Linked DNA regions of Mus musculus: region 1 is linked to region 2. Evidence: chromatin contacts called from public HiCAR-type data. All regions are on one chromosome and are shown on one strand. The core of a region is the stretch at or near the end of the contact, and the rest is flanking DNA. Distances in the headings are between cores, read along the strand shown.

The links. HiCAR-type assays count read pairs that join an accessible place to other places.
Region 1: a HiCAR-type map of astrocytes shows a contact between it and region 2, with 6 times the contacts expected there. The contact joins the promoter of Kdm5a here to the promoter of Zfp248 in region 2. A contact is called at or near these places in 2 of 39 promoter capture datasets (the 3T3-L1 cell line and hippocampal neurons), 1 of 115 datasets of contacts at active chromatin or transcription factors (astrocytes) and 1 of 9 other capture datasets (adipose tissue).

The regions. Positions count from the first base shown.
Region 1 is chr6:120,360,915-120,367,487 of GRCm38.p6, forward strand. Kdm5a (lysine (K)-specific demethylase 5A) reads left to right here and starts at 3,185. Exons shown (of 28, transcript NM_145997.2): 1 at 3,185-3,864; 2 at 5,656-5,733. The coding sequence starts at 3,700. It also overlaps a transcript of Ccdc77 not described here.
Region 2 is chr6:118,453,232-118,459,561 of GRCm38.p6, forward strand. It overlaps Zfp248 (zinc finger protein 248), which reads right to left and starts at 2,275. Exons shown (of 6, transcript NM_028335.2): 1 at 2,185-2,275; 2 at 1,446-1,680; 3 at 615-656. The coding sequence starts at 629.

The DNA of each region.
Region 1 (6,573 bases), core at 1,935-4,434, 1.9 Mb after region 2:
AGTGAGGTCATACTACCAGCTATAGCTATCCTACAGTGAGATCTTTAAAAATATATACATGAGGGGGGTTAGTGAGATGGCTCAGTGGGTAAGAGCACTGACTGTTCCCTTGAAGATCCTGAGTTCAAATCCCAGCACCCATATGATGGCCCACAACCATCCGTAATGAGATCTGATGCCCTCTTCTGGTGTGTCTAAAGACAGCTAGAGTATACTTACATACAATAATAAATAAACCTTTAAAAATGTATACATGTGTGTATATGCTGCACATGTATGTGCCCTCATAAGTTTAAAGAGAGCATTAGATCTCCTGGAGCTCTGGTTATAGACAGATGCAAACCACTCATCGTGGCTGATGTGATCTGAACTCAGGTCTTCTGCAAGAGCAGCAAATGCTACTGTCTGGTGAGGGGATAGAGCCATTTCTCTATCCCCTATAAGGGTCTTTTTGTTACCATGTTTTCCTATGTAGCCTGCTGTCCTGGAACTCACTCTGTAGACTAGGCTGTCAATGAACTCGGACATCTGCCTGCCTCTGCCAAGTGTTAATATATTAAAGACCTCCACCAGCCAGCCACAATGGGCTGTTGACAAAATGTTTGAGGACTAACCAGGTATAGAAACTAAGGAAGGAGAATTCAGTTCAAAGATAGCACACCAGGCAACTTAGTGAGACCCTGTATCAAAATTCAGTTTAAAACAATGGATAAGGGGCCGCTGAGATGGTTTAGCCAACGAAGGCACTTGCTGACAAGTCTGATGGCTTCGGTCAGCTCCTGGAACCCACACGGTGGAGGTGAGAACTCACCATGTGGGTTCCAGCAGGTTGCCCTGTGATTTCCACATGTGCTCTGGGCCATGTAGACACGATATTTTTAGCTGCTTCGTGGCAGAGGACCTACCTGTGAAGCCCTGGCTTCAATCCTTAGTACTGCAAAATCAAACAACCCCACTACCCCACTACCCCACTACCCCACCGTGGGAATTAAAAGCCATTTCCTTAGAAATTCTGTGGGTTTTCTTTTTTTTTTAACATTTTTCACTCAATGAGATTTGCCCACTCCTGTCACTCTGATGTGAGGCTTTAAACAATAAACTGTATATACTTGCAGTTCCAGATACTGGGGAGGCTGATACAGGAAGATCATTAGCATCCAGTACAATAATAGCCTGGATGAAACAGAGAGACCCTGGCTCAAAAGTAAAATGAAATACATCAGAGGCCGTAATTCACAGTCTTGCCAAATACTTACCAGACTTAGATACTAATTTCATTCTACTCTAACACTGGTAACTTACAGATGAATATGTGGTGCTTGGAATGTATTTTCCTCAGTTTACTTGAGATGAATTCATTTTTCTTTAAAAGTTGCTTCTTTTGTTGCCTTTTTTTTTTTTTTTTTTTTTTTTTTTTTTAAATCCCAGGGCAGCCTTGACACAGACAGCTGAGGATGATCTTGGAGTTGTGATCCTTCAGGCTCCATCCCCAGCCAAATAACAATATATTTTGATTGCGTATGTAATGAAAGAACTTTTGATGAGTTTTAAATTTTCAAGTATACCAGGTACAGTTGTGCACACCTTTGCTCCTCCCAGCACTTGGGAGGTAGAGGCAGGGGTATCTCTGGGAGTCAGAGGCCAGTCTGGTCTACAGAGAGGTCCAGGACAACCAAGGCTCTACAGAGAAACCTTGTCTTGAAAAACAAACACAAAAATTTAAAACAGTCTTTTGAATTTTACTATTTCTCTTTTGATGTGCATAGTTCTTTTTTTTTCAGATTAAATGCTAAATGACCTAAGTCTTGTTATAAAATATTTTAGTAATTGTATATAATTCATCATACCTTCCTATGTCCATTTTTTCTCTGTATATCACTTTTTCCCTTTTTTCTTTAAGCAAGAAATGGAGACTATACTGGAGTTACAGCTCAGGACACATTTACCTAATATGTTCAAGGACTTGGGTTCAATTTCTAGTACAGAAAGTAATTGAACAAACTAGCCTGAGTCCATTTCCTTGCATTCCTGATCCTGACTAGCAGAATAGAACCTTTATTTATGAGTCAGCGTTTTACCTGATAGCCACCCCCCCACTCCAACCCCCCCAGCCTTTGATTACTTAATGTGTGAATTTGTAGATGAATGTATGTGGACCTGGCGTGAAGGTGAGGTCAGCTTTCAGTTCTCTCCTTTAACCATGGGGTTCCAGGAATCAAACTTAGGATTTCAAGCTTGGTGGCAAGTGCCCTTCACAGCTGAGCCACTGTTCTGGCCCTTACCCCGTATTCTTGACCATTCTGGAACTCGATAAGTGTACCATGTGGCCTTATGGTGCTCTTTCTACATCTCCTTCCCCAGAATTGAGTTTATAGTCCTGAGCCACCACACAGGGATTTTCCTTACTTACAAGGTCTCCCGTAGCCTAATCAGGCCTCAAATTCATATGCAGCTCGAACTGCCCCTAAAGCATCTACCTTCATCACCATAAAGGTATATGGATGTGGAGGGCACAGGATAACTTTGGAGCCGGTTCTTGCCTTCAACCTTGTAGAGTCAGGCTTAGACGCATAAAGGAACTGTAGGACCGTATACCAGAAACGTGGCTTTTTTTTTTTTTAAACCAGCCATTGCTGATCGGAACTCTATGCGTGTGCAACTATGCCCGGCCTTCCAAGTAGAGGTTTCTGACAAGGTGACCAGTTTCATACCAAACTGAAATGGGTTGGTTACAAAGCAAGCGTTTTCAGGCCCTGCTTACTACTCAAATACGGTTTCGGGATGGCTGCCAACAGCTAGACTAGCAAGGCCAGGCCCTCTATGGGTAGGTTCCCAGTGTCGTGAGAAAAAGCAAGTCGCAGCTGGTGGTGAAGGCCGGCCCATGTAATGACGGAATTGGGCTGAAACCTATTGGTCACGGAGAAGCGAGAAACCCGTACGAAGGCGACCGAGCGAAACGAGTTGTACAAGACTAGCATTCGAAAGAAGGAAACGGAGACGCGGAAACTCGGCCAAGAGTTCGTCACTTGTCCAAACCTAGACAACGATGTTAAAAACAGGTCTCGGAGAACGAACAAACCCGGCCGACTAGCCACGGAGGGGCCCACCTTGCGTTCGTGTCCCCACCCCCGACACAAAGAGGAACCGGAAGCCCCTTACCGGAAGCAGTACCTCTGCTCTCCGAGGCATTACACATTCCTCCGCGCGCCGGAAGCGCGCGTTCCACCTTGCGGGGTAGCTTTTCCCTCGCCTCTCCTCGAGAGAGGTCGCGGCGCCTTGAGGGGCCGCGCACCCGGGGTGGACGGAGGGCGCAGAACTTTGACAGGCAAGCTGTGAGAAAACAAAAAACCAAAATAAAACAAAAAAGCTCCGCCGGCCGTCATGGAAGGGAGCGAGGAGAGAAGACCCGACTAGACGTGGCGGCGGTGGGATTTTGTTTCCTGCGGTGGCGGACTGATTTAGCAGCACGTTAACTTCCGGGAGCGTCCTGCCCCTGAGAGGAAAAGCCCTGAAGGAAACAATAACAAACGAGCGGAGGGAGAGCGGCTGGCGCTCCTGTGAGGACTCGTTCTCGTCCTAAGAAGATGCGCTGCGGCCCCAGTGCGGGGACGTGAGAGGGCTTTGGTGGCCGTCAGCCAAGCCTTTCCTCGCTTGTGCACCTCAGGCCCCCCTGGCTTTTTATTTTATTTTTTGGTGACCATGGCGTCCGTGGGCCCGGGGGGCTACGCGGCGGAGTTCGTGCCACCGCCCGAGTGCCCGGTCTTTGAGCCCAGTTGGGAGGAGTTCACAGACCCGCTGAGTTTTATCGGGCGCATCCGGCCCTTTGCGGAGAAAACGGGCATCTGCAAAATCCGGCCACCCAAGGTAGCGTCGCCTGAGGGCGGGGACGGGGGGCGTGCTGGGGCGGCGGGACGGTCCTCCTCCTCCCCGTGGCTTTCCTCTTTGGGGGTCTTCCGTGCTCTCCGGGGGCCCCTCCCTCCTCTCTTGGTGTCCCGAGGCCACTTTTGAGGATGTTTTTTGCCCTGGTTTCTGAACGCAGTTTCACGTCCACTTTGACATTTTATTTGATCGCGTGTGAGTGTGTGTGTGTGTGTGTGTGTGTGTGTGTGAGAGAGAGAGAGAGAGAGAGAGAGAGAGAGAGACAGACAGACAGAGAGACAGACAGACAGAGAGAGGGAGAGAGGGGAGGAGAGCGAGAGAGCGCTCGCGGAGGGGTCAGAGGACATTTTGTAGGAGTCGATTCTCTTCCTGCGTTGTGGGGGTTGTGGGTCTCCGGGCTCGAACTCAAGATTGTCAGGCTTTGGCCTGACGACTGGGCCATCGCATCGCTTCTCAGGTCCCCCTTCAAAAGACAGAAAGAGGTGTCTCTGGGACCTTTTCCTTCCCAGAACTTATTGGGCACGGATATTGTAGTGTGGATTGGAGGTAAGGATAACAAAAGGCTTCAGGCCCTTCCTAGGGAAAGGCGTTTGAAGTGTCCTGTCATCAGCTCACGCACCATCTTTCTGTTTGCGTGTTAAAAAAAACCCCACTAATGTCGACCGTTTTTGTGTCCAAGCCTACTGATGTTCAGTTTATCAAACCTTTGCAGGCCACTACTCGGGTTTCTTAAATTTAGTAATCCGAACTCAGGTTGTCTACAGGGTGATGTCACTAGACTAGAACCCCCACGCTAATTATTACTGCAACAAGGAGGCATCCTTGAGAAAGATAAAGAGCATTAATTTTTTGTTTTTGTTTTTGTTTTTTTAATGTAGAGGTTTAGAAAGAATTGGCCAATGAATGGTGATGGAAGAAAACGTTGAAATCTCTATATGTAAGAAATAAGAAAGTAAGGGACAAAGATTCCCAAACTGTACTATAAATAATCAAGTTTGCCTATAAATTGGTTAATTAACCTCACTTTCTAAGGTTAGGAAAGCAAATGATACCCGGTAATGAGTGGAATTAATTCCCTCGGAGGTTAAGTTATATGCTCAAGGTCAAAGGGTGGTTTTGTTTTTTTAAAAAAAAAAAATATTAGGTGTTTTCCAAATAATGTTGTTGGTGTGGGAGAATGCTGCAAGGCCCAGGCTTCCATCCTCACTAACATGGGAGAAAAACCTTGTCCAAATGTTGCTGAAAAATGAGCACCAGCGTCAACTGGATGTTGTTTAGAAGAGATCCCTGTGCCTTATTAAAGTAGAACCAAAGTGTGGCTGCAGATGTCATTTATTTGGTTCTACGGTTCTCTTCCCTAGCAGGCACCCAGATGACTTTTGTCCTTGTTGTTAAGATGGTCAGGCTCTGTAACCTAGGCTGATTTGGAACTTTTAAGCCTCCTGCCTCTACTTCAGAGTACTAGAATTATGGCCATGTGCCATACCCGAGTCAGTGGATTTTTTTCTTTCTTTTTAAGTTTTACTTGGTAAACTTGTGTGTTTATTGGACACTGTTTTTGCATTTGACAAGCTCATTGTATTCTTCCTGAATAACCTTGGAGAGTGTAACTGTATATTGTGGAATGAGAATTGCTTTTCCAAGTAATATTAAAATGTAAATTATAAGAACATTGCTTGCTTTTTTTTTTTTTTTTGTCTCTATAGTGAAGACTTAGATATGCTATGATTTGTGGCAGCTCCATGCTAAATGACCAGAATAATTCTTTCTATTTAGGATTGGCAACCTCCATTTGCCTGTGAAGTAAAAACCTTCCGTTTCACTCCTAGAGTCCAGCGCCTGAATGAACTTGAGGTGAGTATTAGACCAGTATTTCTGCTTTCTCTTTTTTCTTTCCTTAGTGGTGGTGGTGTTTGGGACTCAGGGCTTCACACAGACTAAGCAAAAGCTCTGTCATGACTTTATATAGCTCCATCCTCCTGATGGCTTATCTTAGGATTTTATTTTATTTTTTGCCAAAACTTAATTTACTTTTATTAATTACTTTAGGATTTTAGATAGAGAACTTTGAAAAGCTTGTACCAGGACCCAGAATTTGTGCTAACTGGAATTTAATGAATAATAGTTACTTGAGGGCTGGTGAGATGGCTCTTAACAGCTGAGCCATCTCACCAGCCCTGCTCTTCCAACTGCTCTTCCAAAGGTCCTGAGTTCAAATCCCAGCAACCACATGGTGGTTTATAACCACCCGTAATGAAATCTGATGCTCTCTTTCAGAGTGTCTGAAGACAGCTACAGTGCACTTACATATAATAAATAAATAAATAAATAAATAAATAATCATTTGATACTTAAGAGTGTTTCAAGTAGTTACTACTTTTTTTTCTTTGTTTCTTCACTCAATGGGATAACAGAAAACTTTTTTAAACATATTTTCTTAGTGGAAATTCTAATGCTTAGCTTTAAAAAAGTGGAAATCTCTTGCTCCCTCTCTTTCTTTTTTCCTTCTTTGAGTCTCATGTGGTCCAAGGTGTCAGTTAGCTTTATGTATAATCCATGACTCCCTGGATCTCCTGTGTGTTGGAATCACAGGTGTGCACCATCATGCCCAGTTTATATGATGCTCGGAATAGAATTCTGGGCTTCAAGAAACTAGGCAAGTGCTCCACCAGTTAATTGAGCTACTTCCCCAAC
Region 2 (6,330 bases), core at 1,025-3,524:
TAAAAATAATAAAATAAATCTTTAAAACAGTCCACTGGCAAAACTACCAAATACTGCTGACAGTCAAGAAAGGCCATGACAGGAACATTTGCTGGCTGGCCTGGAAGGCAATTTGGTGGCCTTTTCTAGAACTGATTTGGGTGAATGGCAGTGAGGGGATATGGCCTTATTTTTCAGGTTGAATGTAAACAAGAAATGCATAAACATAAGCTGCCCACATGCAAATTGACCTAGACTTTAATGAGCTGGCTGAACATTTAGGACAGCTACGTTGAGAATACATAGGGCTGCAGATTCTGTCATCTCCTTTAGAGTCCGTTCCGGGAGAGCCAGAGCAGTCTACTCCAGCCTCGGTGTTAGGCTTGAACTAGTATCTGGTTTTAACAAGAAAGGATGATAGACAACAGATCACATTCACCTCCGTGCGACTACCAGAAAACACAGAGAAATTTTTGTCAGCCGATATTTCTGTGACTTTCAAAAGCTTCCACCCAATTCTGGCAACTGGCCCGATGCAAATTTTTACAGTGGCTGTAAACTTTTGCCTGATCTACTTTTTCACTGAAAAACAAAACAATCAACAAAATGGGAATAAATAAGCCAAAAAAACTCACCTGGGATTTGTTCATTTTCTGCTCTGAGTGGAGGAGGGAAAGCTGAGGGAGAAGGAAGAATGATGTCAGCAGAGACTTGGCCTGCCCTGCATGCAGCCACAAGCAAGGTGTTACTTCTTCAGGTGTGGCTCTAACATAAGTTGAGTTTAGATCCTTTGCACTGAATGAATGCAAACGCTTGTTTTCCCTTAGCACCCAACTTACAGGAGAATTAAAAACATGAGACAATCTTTTTAATTCAGCAAATGATAATCTAAAGGAGGAAAGGCTATGGGCTTGTCCGGACTGATGATCAAGGAAAATGAGGGAGTGCGGAGACAGCGGTGGGAATCAGGAGGTTTTGTTAAATCTAACACCATTAATCCCTTGAAGTCAGGTAAGTCAAGGAAATGAACGGGGCTTTTAAGGCAAGATAAAAATTTCAAAATGTATTTGCTTACATTCCAAGTTGCTTGCTTACAATTCTCAAAACGATCGCTTGATAAGAAACTTGCACCTCAAAGAGACAAAATATACAGCCATCTGCAGGCCCCGGTTGTGTCACTAAAAACCTGCAAGATGTTGAGATTCTCAGGACCCACCTACACTACTGTCCGATGGAAACATATGGCCATAATAGCAAGCGTGTCCCTACATGCCACCTTCACATGAGTCAAGAGTCTAAGGGACCGCCTCTCCACAGTTAACCAGGTAGGAGGGATGCATAAGATGTGGAGGTAGGGGCAGTGATAGCAATTCCGGACCTGTGAGCCTTTCACTCCCAATCGTTTTCCAAGAACTAGCATTCCATGTGCAGCCTGTATGCACCCATCTCTCTCAACTCCAGCTCACCTCTCTCCTTAAACTTGTCCCAGACTTTCGGCGAGCACACAGTCTTCCATGGTTTCAGGACACTGTCATTTTCACAAAACACATGAGCGAGAACCAAATTCAGAACTGGGATCCCGGGTGTGTGAGGGGGCAGGAGGTTTGGTGGCTAGCTAACCACTTTCCTCTTCCACTCCAAACACTGCGCCCTAGGGACCAGTCCAAAGGCCCCCTGCGAGGGTGGGCTCCCTAGTAGTAGCTTAAAAATAAAAAAAAAAAAGAAAAAGAAAAAAGAAAAGAAAAGAAAATTGCAGCAAGTATTCGTAATAGTCACACTGTGCACAAAAGGAAACCGAGTCTCGGGTAGGTTATTCTGTCCCAGTAATTCATTCACTCGGGACCTGGCTTACCCGCTCGCCCCCCACATCCCAGCATCTAGCCCCAGCAGCCAGAGAACGGATGCGTCACCGCGTCACGCTCGCGCCATGCGTGAGTCAACTCCTCAGGGTTCCGCCCAACCACCCCGCATCTTCCCCGCCTAGTGGGCAAAATGCGCAGGCGTAGCACGAGCTAGAGGCCCTAGATTAGCTCTGCAGAAGTGCGGGACTATCCGGATCCCGCAAGCCCGAGCCATGGAGTCCCAGCGCACCCCGGCGTTTCCCCATACAGCCCTCCACCCCGCTGGTCCCTGGTTGCTGCCAACAGCGACCAGGATGGCCCGAGCTCCCAGAACCCTCCGCCCTTGATGCTGTCTAAGGCTCACCCGCCGCTCCTGCAGTGCACCGTGCCGAAGGCCAGGAGTTGTTTCCCAGGAGGTACGCGAGGCCACGGATGGACCAGGAGCAGGACTGCAGTTTGCGCATGCGCAGAGGAAGGGGCGGTGCGCCCAACGGTGCTCGTAGTGGGGTCTCCACGTCCAGTGTTGGAAGAAGGACTGTTGCCTGGAAAACGGAGTCAGCTCCTGTCTCACTCTGTATTGTAAAATGATGCTGTTGAAGGCGTCTAGAAACCAGGGTTACTTTATGTAAGAAGTAAAGGTGTTTGCAGTGTAAACACGACCTTGTCAGACTCATTTCCCAGGATGGGACTTTCTGGTACACCGCGACAGTTTTCTGTATCTTTATTCTATCTAGCGCCAGCCTTCTGTCACTACCCTGGGGACTGGGGATCAAATTAATATATTTTCTACACTCAAAAAGAAGGAAAGATGTGTTAAAAATTATGTTGGAATGTCAACTGGTGTTGGAATAGTTCAGGACTTGGTCACTTTGCTGAGATTTCATAGGCGTGGCTTCCCTGTCCTAGCTACAAGACACAATCTCACATCAGACTTCCCTATCCTCTGGCTCTTAAAATCTCTACCAGGTCTTCTGCAGCATTGCTCGAGCCTTAGGTGGAGGAGTGTTATATCAGTTGGGCTGAGAACTCTTCCCTCAGTTGCTCACTGTATTTTGACAAGGTGTGTCCTTCGGTAATGGTCTCTAACTGCTGTAAAAAGAATGTCTTTGTTAAGGGATGAGAGCTACGCTTACCTGTGGGTATAATGATACGTATAGGGAATGTAGTTATGAATTGTGCTACTTTGGGACAGTGGCAGTGGTAGGGTTTCCTATAAGATTCATGATCTCACTAGCCTCGTGCTATAGGCCTCGCTTCTCTCCTGGCATCCCAAGATGAAGAATTGCAGACAATCAGCAACTACACACACACACACACACACACACACACACACACAGAGAGAGAGAGAGAGAGAGAGAGAGAGAGAGAGAGAGAGAGAGAGAGAGAGAATTAGTCTTCCCCAGGGGTGAGCCCCATGAGTTGTTGTCCAATACCAAGTGGTCAGTCAGTCCCCAAAGGCATACACCTGCAGGCAACACTGAGGGATGCAGAAGTTTCTATTTGTGTGTGTGTGTGTGTGTGTGTGTGTGTGTGTGTGTGTGTGTGTGTAAAAAGAGTGGTTAAAGAAAAAAGGCTGTGGAGAAAGGGGAGTTAGATATAGGGTAGAGGTAGAAGGGAGGACAGGGAAGGGGAAAATTATGTAATATTTTAACTAACTAATTAGTTTGTGAATGTGAAACAAATTTATATAAAATCCTGGAAAGTAGTCTAAACTAAAAGATCATCATCATGAATATTCTCTGGATAAAAGAGAGAGAAGCCACAACCCTAGTGCTGAATAGCATTAAAAGGATAGCTGCTTCTGCTGGGCCAGGCTGACCATCCCCAGAAAGATGTTGGTCTCTCGCTACATAGACAGTTCAAGGCCCACATGGGCTGCATGAACCTCAAATCTTAGGGGGAAAACAGATCAACATAGTGTTCACACATATTTAACTCAAGTGAGCAGATGATGTCTCTGAGGAACACTTATTATGAAAAGAAGTAAACTATAGGATTTATTCAACTCTCCCTTCTCCAGTGATTTTTCTATTTTTGCTCCAGGAACAAATCCAAAAATACCAGAAGTCCCTGAAGGCACCAAGCCTTCTTAGTCTCTCCCAGTTCATAATGGCTTCTCCATCCTGTCCTCCATTGCTTCAGGATACTTGAGATGAAGCATCTCATTGCTCTTGTTGGTTCATCCAGCGTTACCTACATTAGTATGAACTTGTGTATTTAGTTTGTTCTCGATGACTGTCATTCTGTCTACTTTGCTCCCTCCCCATCCTCCCTATAGGCTGATTTATTCTCTGTACTATATAGTTTTACCTTCCCCAGAATTCCAAATAAATACAAGTAGGTTTTAACGTGGCTTCTGAATTTGACTTCTTTTATGTACACCAAAATCATTTCAGAGCCATTCATGTTATTATTCAATGTTTTAGGTCAGGGCCTGTCCTCTGACACTTTTTATTTCATGATATGATCTAACAATAGTATGTTATTCTGAGCCTCAGCATTCAAACATTGGATATTGGGAGCTGTTAGATCTTTTAACATATCCTTGTTACTTTTGAAAAGCATTTCCTAACTTTCTGATATCACAAGATGGTACAGATTCAACCTGGATTTTCATTACATAGCCCTAGAACCAGCCATTTCTCAAGAACTTAGAGACTTTGATATCTTAGCTTTTTAACTGCACTCAGTGCTCTGGGGCATAAGGATATTTAAATTTCTAAACAGATAGAGGTACAAAATGGGTGCTTACATATCCAACTTAGAAATATCTGTGTAGTTACATAAAATATTGGGAAATCATAAAATATTTGACAGCAGTAAAGTGTTTCTGGATGTTCGATGACTAATAGCTCTCCCAAGGCTTTTCTGGATACACTTGCCCATGATGTGTCAATAAAACCTCACACATACCCTTGGTGGTTAGCTGCAGGTGCATCCACCATGGTCAGAACAGTATTGATGTTTGGGAAGCAAGAAAGCATTCCTGTTTGACTTAACTAAGTAGTTGGTGTTGGTTTAAACTGCCTTGTTGGCTAAGGCTAACTTTGACAAGCCACAAATATTTGTATTATTTCACTTTTGTGGTTTATTCAGAGAGGATCCTCTGCTTTCTTCTGAGAGATACCTCTGAACCATTGTGGAAATTCCCAGATAAGGGCCCATTCCCTTTCTAGTCTCTCAGTTGTAAACTTCTACCCACATTGGCCTCTGGCAGCAACAACTTACTCTCAGAAAATTGATTAGAGTCTGTCCTCTGGTAGCTTCTGTTAGACTAGCATGGTTGCTGACCAAATCTTACCAATGTCTTGTTTGTTTGTTTGCTATGGCAAGAGCTTCCTAGAGTACCATGAAGGAAGAACCATGCTTATAGGTGGGCTTTATAAAAGATCTACATTGCCTGACCCAAGAAATTTTAAGGGAATCGGAGCTTTTGGTGGTTGAAAGACTTGCAAAGCATCGTCTGGAGATGAAACTGTAAAATACTAGAAGAAATAAACTTGACACATAGGTTAAAAAATGTATGAACTGAGTGGAAGAAACAGAAAAATGCATATGACTTGTCCCTGAGAGGAAAGTAACCTGGTCAGTATGACCAGCTTCAAACCCCATGACCTAAATCCTCCTTTTGTTTCTCATTCTCAAAAATCACTGGCATATTTGATGTTTTAGAGATGTTGTTGGACTTGTGAAGATTTATTGCTATAAGGTATGCTGATTTGAATAGGTCTGGCCTCCATAGACTCATCTGTTTGAATACTTGGCCCATGGGGAGTGTGACCTTGTTGGAATAGGTGTGGCCTTGTTGAAGAAAGTATGTCACTGTGGGGGTGGGACTTTGATATCTCATATGCTCAATCTCCACCCAGTGTGGAACACAGTTTCCTCATGGCTGTCTTTGGATCAAGATATACAATTCTCAGCTTCTTTTCCAGCAACAAGCCTGTCTGGACACTGGCATGCTTGCCATGCATGCCATAATGATGATGGACTAAACCTCTGAAACTGTGAGCCATCCCCAAGTAAATGTTCTCCTTCACACGAGTTGTCTTGGTTATGGTGTCTCTTCACAACAATAAAACCCTAACCAAAGCAAAAGCCAACATGTTTTTCCTTTAGCATAACTACCATTTGAGCAATAGTCAGTAAATCTAGAGTCCAACAGTTCTAGACTATAACTACTGCCTGACAATTTTATGTTCTTGTATTATCAAAAGTCTGTAAGTTGGTGCGGTCCGTTGTGAGTTCTATGGATAGTCTCTGGGCAGTAAAAATAGAATTAAGATACTCCCCTAGTTCTTATACCTGTGATGAGAGTAAGATCTGGAACCTAAGAATTTACTTTGAATCAGAAAGATATATTAGGGTAATTAAGGTAAGGGTATGCACTTCTCATTAAATGTGACTTTTGGAATCGTGGATGTAGGTAGGGTATGTAATGCTGATAAGTTGATTGGAAGGCAGAGCTAGGCTTGCTAGGATTATATAGGCAAAGTACGTGTGGTCATTA